3 separate regions of the Mus musculus genome follow, and regions 2 and 3 are each linked to region 1. Evidence: chromatin contacts called from public Hi-C data. All regions are on one chromosome and are shown on one strand. The core of a region is the stretch at or near the end of the contact, and the rest is flanking DNA. Distances in the headings are between cores, read along the strand shown. Region 1 has its middle 26 kb from the start of Gm32590. Region 2 overlaps Nrp1 (neuropilin 1). Region 3 overlaps A930035F09Rik (a long non-coding RNA gene).

What was found. A called contact is a pair of places that touch in the nucleus more often than the background predicts.
Region 2: a contact with region 1 is called in a Hi-C map of bone marrow-derived macrophages, with 13 read pairs. The contact joins two enhancer-like sites. A contact is called at or near these places in 1 of 484 Hi-C or Micro-C datasets (bone marrow-derived macrophages) and 1 of 115 datasets of contacts at active chromatin or transcription factors (acute myeloid leukemia).
Region 3: a contact with region 1 is called in a Hi-C map of bone marrow-derived macrophages, with 17 read pairs. The contact joins two enhancer-like sites. A contact is called at or near these places in 1 of 15 datasets of contacts at CTCF or cohesin (the NIH/3T3 cell line), 1 of 484 Hi-C or Micro-C datasets (bone marrow-derived macrophages) and 2 of 115 datasets of contacts at active chromatin or transcription factors (acute myeloid leukemia and forebrain).

What each region holds. Positions count from the first base shown.
Region 1 is chr8:127,778,415-127,781,811 of GRCm38.p6, forward strand. No RefSeq gene overlaps it. Among named protein-coding and RNA genes, the nearest start is that of Gm32590, 26 kb to the right of the region's middle. Within about 2 kb of position 1,902, at least 9 of the 459 cell types and tissues checked have an H3K27ac peak or open chromatin away from gene starts, as enhancers often do. A contact at or near this core is called in bone marrow-derived macrophages, where this site is marked.
Region 2 is chr8:128,434,028-128,437,424 of GRCm38.p6, forward strand. It overlaps Nrp1 (neuropilin 1), which reads left to right. Exons shown (of 17, transcript NM_008737.2): 6 at 182-348. Among named protein-coding and RNA genes, the nearest start is that of Gm32643, 57 kb to the right of the region's middle. Within about 2 kb of position 1,899, at least 8 of the 459 cell types and tissues checked have an H3K27ac peak or open chromatin away from gene starts, as enhancers often do. A contact at or near this core is called in bone marrow-derived macrophages, where this site is marked.
Region 3 is chr8:128,334,570-128,337,966 of GRCm38.p6, forward strand. The region is part of intron 1 of A930035F09Rik (a long non-coding RNA gene); the gene reads right to left. Among named protein-coding and RNA genes, the nearest start is that of A930035F09Rik, 22 kb to the right of the region's middle. Within about 2 kb of position 1,637, at least 14 of the 459 cell types and tissues checked have an H3K27ac peak or open chromatin away from gene starts, as enhancers often do. A contact at or near this core is called in bone marrow-derived macrophages, where this site is marked.

The DNA.
Region 1 (3,397 bases), core at 652-3,151:
TTCTGGGATTTGAGCTAGAGCTTCTTAGAATATGTCCAAATACCTGGAAGGCTGTGCTTGCCATAAGGATGCAGGTCACAGCTGCCAGTCAGAGCAATCTGCAGGGTAGGAATGAGGAGTGCAGGGAGAACAGCCTCCTTGATTAGCACCCCTGTGACTCCCTACTGGAAGCACTCCATAGCCTGATTCCAAGAGAGTCCCTGGGGATCAGGGAACTTCTTTGTCACAGAAGATGTAGACAGAGTCCAGATTCCACAGGAAATCCCAGGGGCAGCACCAGGGCTCAGTTCTGTTGACTCTCAGCTGGGACTCCTGGCCAAGCTGGCCAGCTTTTCCCCCAAGACCTATTGGTTGCCTTCATATGGTTTTCTACTCTGCCTTGTGGAGCTTCACCTGTCAGGACACTGCTGTGAAAGCATCAATCACCCAGGGCCCTCAGCTCTTTATCTCCACTGAGTATCGCTGGCTGCAAGGACCTCTGGTTCATAACCAGATGTATCGATCAGAGCTGTCTGGGGGATGGCCCTAATGGATACACTGAATGGAGTTAGCCATTAAGCACGGAGCTAAATAGTTCATTTTCTTCCACGAGACAGAATAAGATCACTTGGAGGAACATTTGGTATTGAAATCACAATAGCTAAAATGCCACGGAGCTTTAAAAAAAATTAAGTTTTCAGAATTGATTATAATATTTCTAAAGAGATTCTTTACCTTCTCACAAAATCAAACTTTGCACTTGGACTTGTCAGGCATCGGCTTTTAGAGAAACCTGTTTTTATGGCTCTGTCTGATTAATGGAAGGAGTCCCTTTCTTCACTGTAATAAAAACCAGGCTGTCTTACAGTGAGTGCCCTTCGAAACAGAAATCAAGAGATGATTTGAGCAGAATATTAACGCTGCTCTTTTAGACTTCTGGGTTTTATCCTATTTTAATAAACTAATTTAAAGCTGATCTCTCTAAAACACAATCTACATTTGTGGAAATGTGAGTGTTTATCACAGGGTTTGATGGTGATCTCCTGACACTCTATTCAGGGAAAGCAGAGGGAAGGCAGGCAGCAACCATAGTCTTTTGTGCACTGTGTGTGCTTGAATGAGCCAGATGGATGCGTGATTAGATGAATTTGGGTTTCTCAGTCATTTTATTGCAGCTATTGTTATACTTTACAATTCATGGGCCATAATTTTTAATTCAAGAACAGAGCGGATCTCATCTTTGGGATAGCTTCTCGGTATCCACTGATGAGGTCTTTTAGAATAAGGCCATGATCCCAGAAAACAAGGGTTTCTTTTATTATGCATTGGTTTGATTTAACCACACCCAACAGGAAATCTTAACACTTCTGTTAATTAGGGTGTTTCCTGGGCAGCTCTGAGGCCCCAAAGCTCAGCAGGCATCAGAATTACTTTAATACCTTCCCCCTTTAAAATCCCCTTGTGAGCCAGGAGCCTGAGCTGCACTGTGGAAGTTCATCAGCTTACTCTGATAGAACTGTTCCTCTCCATTATTCCTCAACCTTTTGTGCAAGAACCATTCCCCTTCATCACTCCCCTTTCTCACAACATTTTGATTTCTCTCACACACTACAAAAATCCCCACCACACTTTGTTGTGTGAGCTTTGCCCCATGACTTCCATGTAGCACACCTTCAACCTCATTTCTATGTAGTTGAGCTTGGCTATAAGACAGGGTGCATGCAAATGAAAAGGAGAGAAAGGACCAGAGAATTGGAGGTGTGGTGAGGTCTGATAAGAACCCATGAGTCAGTTTCTTCAATGATGCAGCCATCATATGTTGCCTATGCGCTTATAAGTAAACCTTGACACACACTACAAAGCAACCCCAATTAAACTTATTGAATCATGCACACACAAAGGCATGGAAGCTGAAGTTGAAAGTTGGGAAGAGGAAGAGGGTCATTGAGAACAGAAGAATGATGTCATAATGAAACTCAAGAGCCAAGACAGTTAGGCGGGTGTCTTAGGGTTTTACTGCTGTGAATAGACACCATGACCAAGGCAAGTCTTATAAAAAACAGCATTTAATTGGGGCTGGCTTACAGGTTCAGAGGTTCAGTCCATTATCATCAAGGCAGGAGCATGGCAATATCCAGGCAGGCATGGCACAGGCAGAGCTGAGAGTTTTACATCTTCATCCAAAGGCTGCTAGTGGAAGACTGACTTCCAGGCAGCTAGGATGAGGGTCTTAAAGCCCACGCTCACAGAGACAGACGTACTCCAACAATGTCACACCTCCAAATAGTGCTACTCCCTGAGGCAAGCATATTGAAGCCATGAGCGTGGGTAAACCTACCAAGCTGACAAACATGATCTGAATTGAGTCACTGAGACTTACATGGAGGAAGCAGAGAAGTGACTTCCACAAATTGACTTCCTGACCTCCATACTCATGGTACTTCACATGTGCATACCCCTCCACACACACACACACAAGTAAAAGAAGAGGAAGAGAAAGAAGAAGGGTGAGGAGAAGGGAAAGGAGGAGGAGGAGGAGGAGGAGGAGGAGGAGGAGGAGGAGGAAAAAAAGGAGAAAAAGGAGGAGCAGTTGTGCTTTAGCTAAGGGGAAAACTAAGTTTCTGAGGTTAAAGATCTTCTATGACTCACAGAATAATCCCAATAAACTTCAGCTGACTGATACCCTCACCTTACAATGTAGTGATTATGAAGAATCCATCTCCAGGAAGTTGAATTTGACTGGCCCAAGGCCAGACAGCCAGTAAGGAAGGGATCCAGGAACTGAACAGAAGGAAGTTGGCCCTGGCAGCTGTGGTCACCATCATCTGTGCTCTACATTTACACCCAAACCATTCATTTTTGCCTGACAGCTCTCTTCCCCTGGGCCAATCTGCTGGAAATTCCCAGTGCTAACCACGTGCATGAGTGTTTTTTAAGTCATCCTTCTTGTGGGTCCTTGGGTGATATCACTTAATTTTTGATATTTTAAGAACTCTTTAGAAATCACATCTAAAATGCAGATTTGAGCTGGAGATGTAGCTTAGAATGTTTGATCAGCATGTGGAGTAGACCTAAATTTCATCCTCAGAACCATAGAAACTGAGTGCGGTACCCTTATAATCCCTACAGTCTGGAGGTAGAGGCAGGAAGGCCAGAAGTTCACCTCATCTTTGGCTACATCAATAGTTCCAGGCCAGCATAGCATATATGAGATGCTCTCTCAAAAGTGAAGAGAAATACAGATTTCCATTCTCAATACCTGAGAGAAGAGGATTTAAATGTTCTAAGAGGGGTCCCGAGATCTAGTGACTCTTGGTCACTGTGCTTTTGATGTCTCTGATCCTCTTGCCCTTGGTGGCCCCACTTCTATTGCAGAAGTACTGCACTTTGTTTTCTGGCATTACTGGGCTTTTCTGCT
Region 2 (3,397 bases), core at 649-3,148, 660 kb after region 1:
CCCCAGGGATCTAGCTCCCAGTGCTGAGATCACAGATCCAGTTGCCTTTTACTTGGGTGCTAAGAGGATCAAATGCAGATCTTAATACTTCCTTAACCATCTCCCCAGGCCATGAGTGAAATCTATAGTTTCCCACATTAAATTTAACATTTGTCTTTAGCCTTTCGTATTTTGTCTGCAGATTTTAAGTGTATGGAGGCTCTGGGCATGGAATCTGGAGAGATCCATTCTGATCAGATCACTGCATCTTCACAGTATGGTACCAACTGGTCTGTAGAGCGCTCCCGCCTGAACTACCCTGAAAATGGGTGGACTCCAGGAGAAGACTCCTACAAGGAGTGGATCCAGGTAGGTGGCACAAGGCTGGGCACAGTTGAGACATATGAGGCACCTGAAAAGGCTGTCAAATAGAAATGGGTGCTATGTCAAACACCCACATGTGAGGAGGGGAAAGAGCCCTGAACAGAATTCAGCCGATGCAAAATGATTACACTCACATACAGAGGTGACTCAGGTGACCCCCAGAAAACATTCTTTTCTTCTCAAGTCCTGTTTACTGCTCTTTCCAGAGTTTGAATAGATACCCTACTTCCCCTACCAACTACACATTCATGTCCTAGGTTGACACCTTTCTATTCCACTGATGAAATGCAGAAATTCTGTCTATAGTGTGTGTTTGAGATCTTTGTGTACAAGTATAGGGGTTTTTGTTTGTTTGTTTGTCTGTTTGATTGGAGTAGAACATGCAGAATACACATGATTCTGTATAGCTTATTGAGGGCACCTGATAACTTGTATTTATGGACAAGTATAGAATCCACATATGTGCATCTTCATTAATGATTCTGTAGCTACTGCTTTTACTAGGCTCCTAGATCCTTCATTACTGCAGCCACACATAGCCATTGGTCCTCATCCTCCAGGTCTTCTACTCTCACCATTTCCCAGGAGCCATCCCTGGTACCACTTTGAATACTCACCCTTGTGCAACCTTGACTTCTGGATGTCTCCACCTGCATGGTTTATTTGTCTTCTCATTGCAACAAAATATCCTACAAAAGTGGCTTAAGGGAGAAAGGGTTTATTTTTGCTCATGGCTTCATGAGCAAAAGTACATCATGGAAGAGAAGATGTGGCAGCTGAGCAAGAGGCAATTAGTCACATTGTATCAGGAAACAGAGAAATATAAATGCTGGTACTCAGCTCACTTTCTCTTTTTTATGCAGTTCAGGACCTCACACCATGGGGTCCACTTTTAGGGTGTGTCTTCTCACCTCAACCTAATCTATAAAATCCCTCAAAGACATGTCCAAAGTTTTGTTTCCTTTGTGATTCTAAATCCTATCACACTGGCAATCATGAGTAACCATCACACCACTACCCAAGGCCCTGTGCTTGGTTTCATGGAGTCTTATGTGAAAATTTTGCTTATATGCCAATCAATTGGTGGAAGAGTAGGCAGAGCCTGTCTTTCATTTATTGCCTGATATATAAAAGTGACTAACTCCCAGGGAGAAGAGTCTCCATGCAAGAAGAAAGTGAGATGGTTTATCCTCTCTTCATGTCTGTTGAAGTTTCAGTCATTTGAGCACAAATATAGTATTCTGTTTTACTTTGCAAAGATCAATATTAGTTTAACATACACTTAAGTGAAAGAGCCCATTACAGGAAAGTGAACTCATGCTAACCTCTGAATGATAACACTGAGCCATGTGGAGAGGGTGGGAAAAGATGAGGTCTCACTCGGGATGGCTGAAGCCTGTGCTAGATGAAGCCAGAGGTGAAGTTAATTTGCTCACGGTAGCTTGTCTTTCCATGTCTCCAAATCCAAAGCAGCTCCCTTTGAGTGACAGACACAGCTCTGAAGGAAGCTTGCATTTTTGCAGTGCTAAGCATGTCTGCATGGTAATGCACTTCTATTCTGGGTAACATAGACATTACTCAATAACAGAGACCCTGTGGTCCTGCAGGGGTTCTGAAACTGCCATAGTCGCACTTCTTCTGCGTGAAACAGTTCTTCATTGGCAGAAATACAGAGACAAAATGGGCATTCCCAAAGCACTTATCAATGGGATGGGATCTTAAGAATGCTCTCCAAACCTTTCTCTTGTGGGATAGTGGAGCCAGGAGAAACATGGAAATAACACTCCCCAGGATTGTTTCTATTTATATTCTTCCACCACTGGACTGCCTGAGTGCAGGGGGTCAGACCTTTACATACCGGGCTGAACAAGGGGTGGCTGTTATCTGAAAGGCAGAAGAGGAAGGACAATTACTGAAGCTGTTGAAGTTCCTGTAAAAGCAGTTCATGTCTCAGTGCTATAGCTTTGCCACACAGCCACGTTTAGCCTACCTCTCCATAGGGAAAGGGACATACTATATTCAGTGAATGTACTAATAAGAGTGGCATCTGTCATAATCTCCTTCCCATTGTTGCTTGCCTCTGAAGTGACCTGGCCACTTAACAGCTTTTGGACACTATTCTTTTTGAGGTAGACTCTCACATAGATCAAGATGCCCTTCAACTCCCTACATACTTGAGAATGCCCTTGAATTTCTGAACCGCTTGCTGCCCCATCCCGAGTGCTGGAATTACAGATATGGATCAAAACACCTGGCTTTATGTGGTGCTGGAGATGGAAACTCAAGGCTTCCACCCTTTCAATTAGCTTCATCCCCAATTCCAACACAGCACAGATTTGATCCAATCCCATAATCCTGGAAAGAACTGAAACTCCTTCATTCTAAAAGCAGAGACACTGAGGCTGAGGAAAATCAGCAAGTAGTCAAGGTGGGACCCTGAACTTGGGAGCAAAGCATGCAGAGCTTCCAGAGTGACCTGCTTCTTAACGTCACCAAGTGTGGTGACTTTGTCATTCATTCTGTTTCACATACCCGGTCACTCTCATGAGCACCAGACTCTGTCCTCCTCTCCTCTCTCAGTGAAGATGCTCCTGTTGGCTATGTGTAGAGACTTTGCCCCTCAGTGGCTATGAAAGGTGACCATCATGAAAGCTGAGCTTCTCCCTCACATTGAGGTAAAATGGTCTTCCTTTTCCCTTGGCCCTCACAGCTCATTTACACACTTATGTCTGTGTTCACAGCAGGAGCAGTTATCATCCACCCCTCACCTAATTATGAATAATTTCATGTGCTTCCAGCTTTTCTGAAGCTTCTTGGAAGTGTTTGGCTGGTTGTTTTCATCAGATAGATGTTTTATAAATTAACCAACAAGTACAGTGTAATTCAGCAGATGAAGGGCCGAGGCAGGCGCTGCTAATCACGCAGCATAGCACGTACAGCAGTACACACGTACACTTCTATTTTTATGCACATGATTATGCAGATGACATTTGTCTTGATTTTCAGCTTTATCCCATTTTGCATGAAATATGCC
Region 3 (3,397 bases), core at 387-2,886, 560 kb after region 1:
GGGTGGAGAATCTTTTCCACCCACATAGTAGGAAGAGTCAGAGGAGTGAGCATTTGGGTTAGATGAAGGACAAGTAAGTTTGCTCTTAGTGACTCCTTAGGTTGTCAGTCATCACCAACAAACCAATATAAATTTTACCTGATAAAGGACCCAATAAAGACTACCACTTCTCTTTACTCTTAACTGACTGAAGTAAATGTTTCTTATTAGAAATTTTTCTAGATCAAGATTTCTGAGTCTCTAAAGACTAGAGTCTACAGTGATGGTCCATGACAAATTAAAATTCTGGACTAGAGATGGCTCAGTGGTAAAGTTGCTGTTCTGCATATATGAGAGCACTGGGTTCCATTTCCAGGACCAGAGAAAGGGGTGGGTAGAAGAGTACATTTCAAGAATGTTATTATTCTGAAAGTGTAAGAAAAGCATATATGTAATTATGTCAGACCCATATGCTCATTAACATTGCAAATGAATTCTTGACAAAGAATTGTAGGTAAGAGCAAGTACAGGCAGAAATGTGTGTGTATATACGTCCAGCTCTCTGAGCATTCGGGTAGAAGTAATGGGAGCAAAGAGAAGAAATGAGTAGCATTCCCAGTTTTAAGGCTCATAAAGCTCTACCCTGGAGAATCAAATTTAATTAGTTCTGAAAACAATGCTGCCAGGTAAAGGAGGTAGCTTAGTCAGTAGACACTTGCCTTCCAAGTATGAGGACCTGAGTTTGATTCCAAGAGCCCATGTTAAACTCGATGACAACAAAGGCAAAACATAATGGGCATGCTTGTAATCCCAGCCAGGCTCCTGAGTGGTTGCTAGCCACCTAGCCTAGACTACTAGATGGACACCAGGCCATTGGGAGTCCTAGTCTCAAAAATTAAGATGGACAGTGCCGGAAGAAAGACACTCAATGCTTATTTCTGCATTGAGATTTCTCTCTCTCTCTCTCTCTCTCTCTCTCTCTCTCTCTCTCTCTCTCTCTCACACACACACACACACACAAACGCATGCATACACACACAGACAGAGATCATGAGAATTTCGAATAAGGAAATAATATTATATTTCTATAGCTTATCCATACAGCTAAGCCACTTCAAGCTGAGTTGTTAACTACGTCAATGGCTGGAGGGTAATATCAAGTTAATTTGAATCTCTGTCCTAGTTTTCACTGAATTCCAGGACCTGAACTCTACCGATGAGCCAGACACTCAGACTCTGAACTTCATTATGCTCATATGGAAGTGGGGTAATAATAGTAACCCTATAAATGCCCTGTGAGGATTGAAGGAGAGAACATAGAAACCACATCGAGAAATAAGCAGCACTAAGTAGATGTTCGTCATAAAACCACCCTCCTCCCGGCCTTCCATCCTTCCAATGATCAAAGTGATCCGATCAGAAAGAAAAAGCCCCCCAGGTAACCTTTCCCATTATTTCTTTGTGCCATTTAACAAACGTATATACAATCTCTTGGTTGGCCCTAGGAGACAAAGATGAATAAGAAAAGGCTTCAATGCTCAAGGATCTGCAGACTCATACAGGAAGCGAAACCATGCCAGTCACCAGAACATCAAGGAAAGAGAAAGGCAGAGCAGGGAGGGGCAGATCCCAGCTGGCAGTTATGGGAAGATAGTGTGGAATCTCTGAAGGATGAGCGTGGGATGTGAGCAAGCCTGGAGGTACATATGCTGATCTCCTGAGAGAAGAGGGAAACACAGTATAATTCCAGAAGGAATGTGAATGCAGATTATTAAGGAATATATTTATCCTATGGTGGGTGTGAGTGGTTCCCTATAGCAAGAAACAACCACTGATAGAGCTCAAGTCAAATTGCTTTTTTTTTTTTTTGACTAGATAATATGTTAGGTGGGTGGTGAAAATGGAGGAGAGGGGAGGACAAGAGAACCAGAAGATCTACAGAAGCCTCCATGTCCCTAACTCCCATGTAATTCTGGGGGAAATGGAATGAAATGAAGAGCTCAAGAGGAAAAGCAGAGGCAATGGGTGTGCAGAGACCCTGGGATTTGAACTGTATGTGGGCCTCTGAGATGAAAATATGGAGCTGAAGTTCAGTCAGTTATTACAATGGATTCAAGGGACCAGAGTGTGACTGATGGTAATGCCCAGGACTCAAGGCTGGACTCAATTAGCAATCTGAGGTGTTTAGGAAAGCCACCTCAAGTGGGATTATAGGATCAAAGTGCAGGGCACAGTGTGGAAAGAGAAAAGATGTATCAGTATAATTAAATAGGCAGAGGCAGAATATCAGCAGAGGCCAGGAAAAGACCAGCTATATGTGTGAACGTATACACACACACACACACACACACACACACACACACACACACACATACACACACACACATCATCATCATGAGAGGTCGAACAGAAAGGTCAAACATATGTAGGCAAAATAAATAATAAAATCATAACCCACTATATCCATTCTATAGCCACTTAATTAAGCAAGATACAATACTTTTCTGGCTTCTTGTTGATGAGTTTTGTTTTTGGGTTTTCTCTATTTTTTGTTATTTATCTACTTCAGGCAGAAAAATATTCCTGGAAAGAATGTTGCTCAATTATTCTGACATGATTTCAAAGGCACTGTTCAGTTTACCACTGTTCATTTTGTAACACAGCCCATTCTACTTAATGGCACAGATAGAATTCCCTGAAGCTCTAGAGTATGCTACCATGACCCCAAGGAGTCAGTGCTAACCTTTTCTTTGTCATTTGTGGTCCTTCTTATGAACACTACAGTCTTGTTGTTCATGCACAGGGGTGTTTTTCATCTATCCTCTGTTACCAGTCAGATCTTAAGCACTTATGCCTCAAGTGGTTTGTTGACACTTGACACAATTCCTTCTACTCTAAGTCAGAAGCAAGAAGCTCTGCTGTGCCAATCCTCATTCACCCTCAGCAAAGGCTAATCTGGAAGGCTAGAGAGATGGCTCAATGGTTAAAAGCACTGCTTTCTCTTCCAGGGGATCTAGGTTTAGTTTCCAGCACCCACATGGCAGCTCAAAACCATCTGTAACTCCAGTTCGGGGAGACCTTTTTCATCTCCACAGGCGCACATATGGTAATCACAGACACAGAAGGGAGCCAAATACTAATACCCATTTTAAAAAATAACTTTTTAAAAGTCTCATCTGGAGATCCTTTCCTACATGGTGTTCTCTGTCTTTCAATGGCCTTTTGAGAGATAGACTTTAGTGTCTATAGGTTTAAAGGCATGCAAATTTGGACTTTCCAAGTCACCTTGGAAGTATCTCTGGACTTAGGTTTCTCATTGGTAAATTAAATGAATTTTACAGTTTTTATGTGCTCAAATCAGTTGATCCTATCTCCACTACACATGAATAGCTAAGGAGATGACAGTATGTAAAACAGA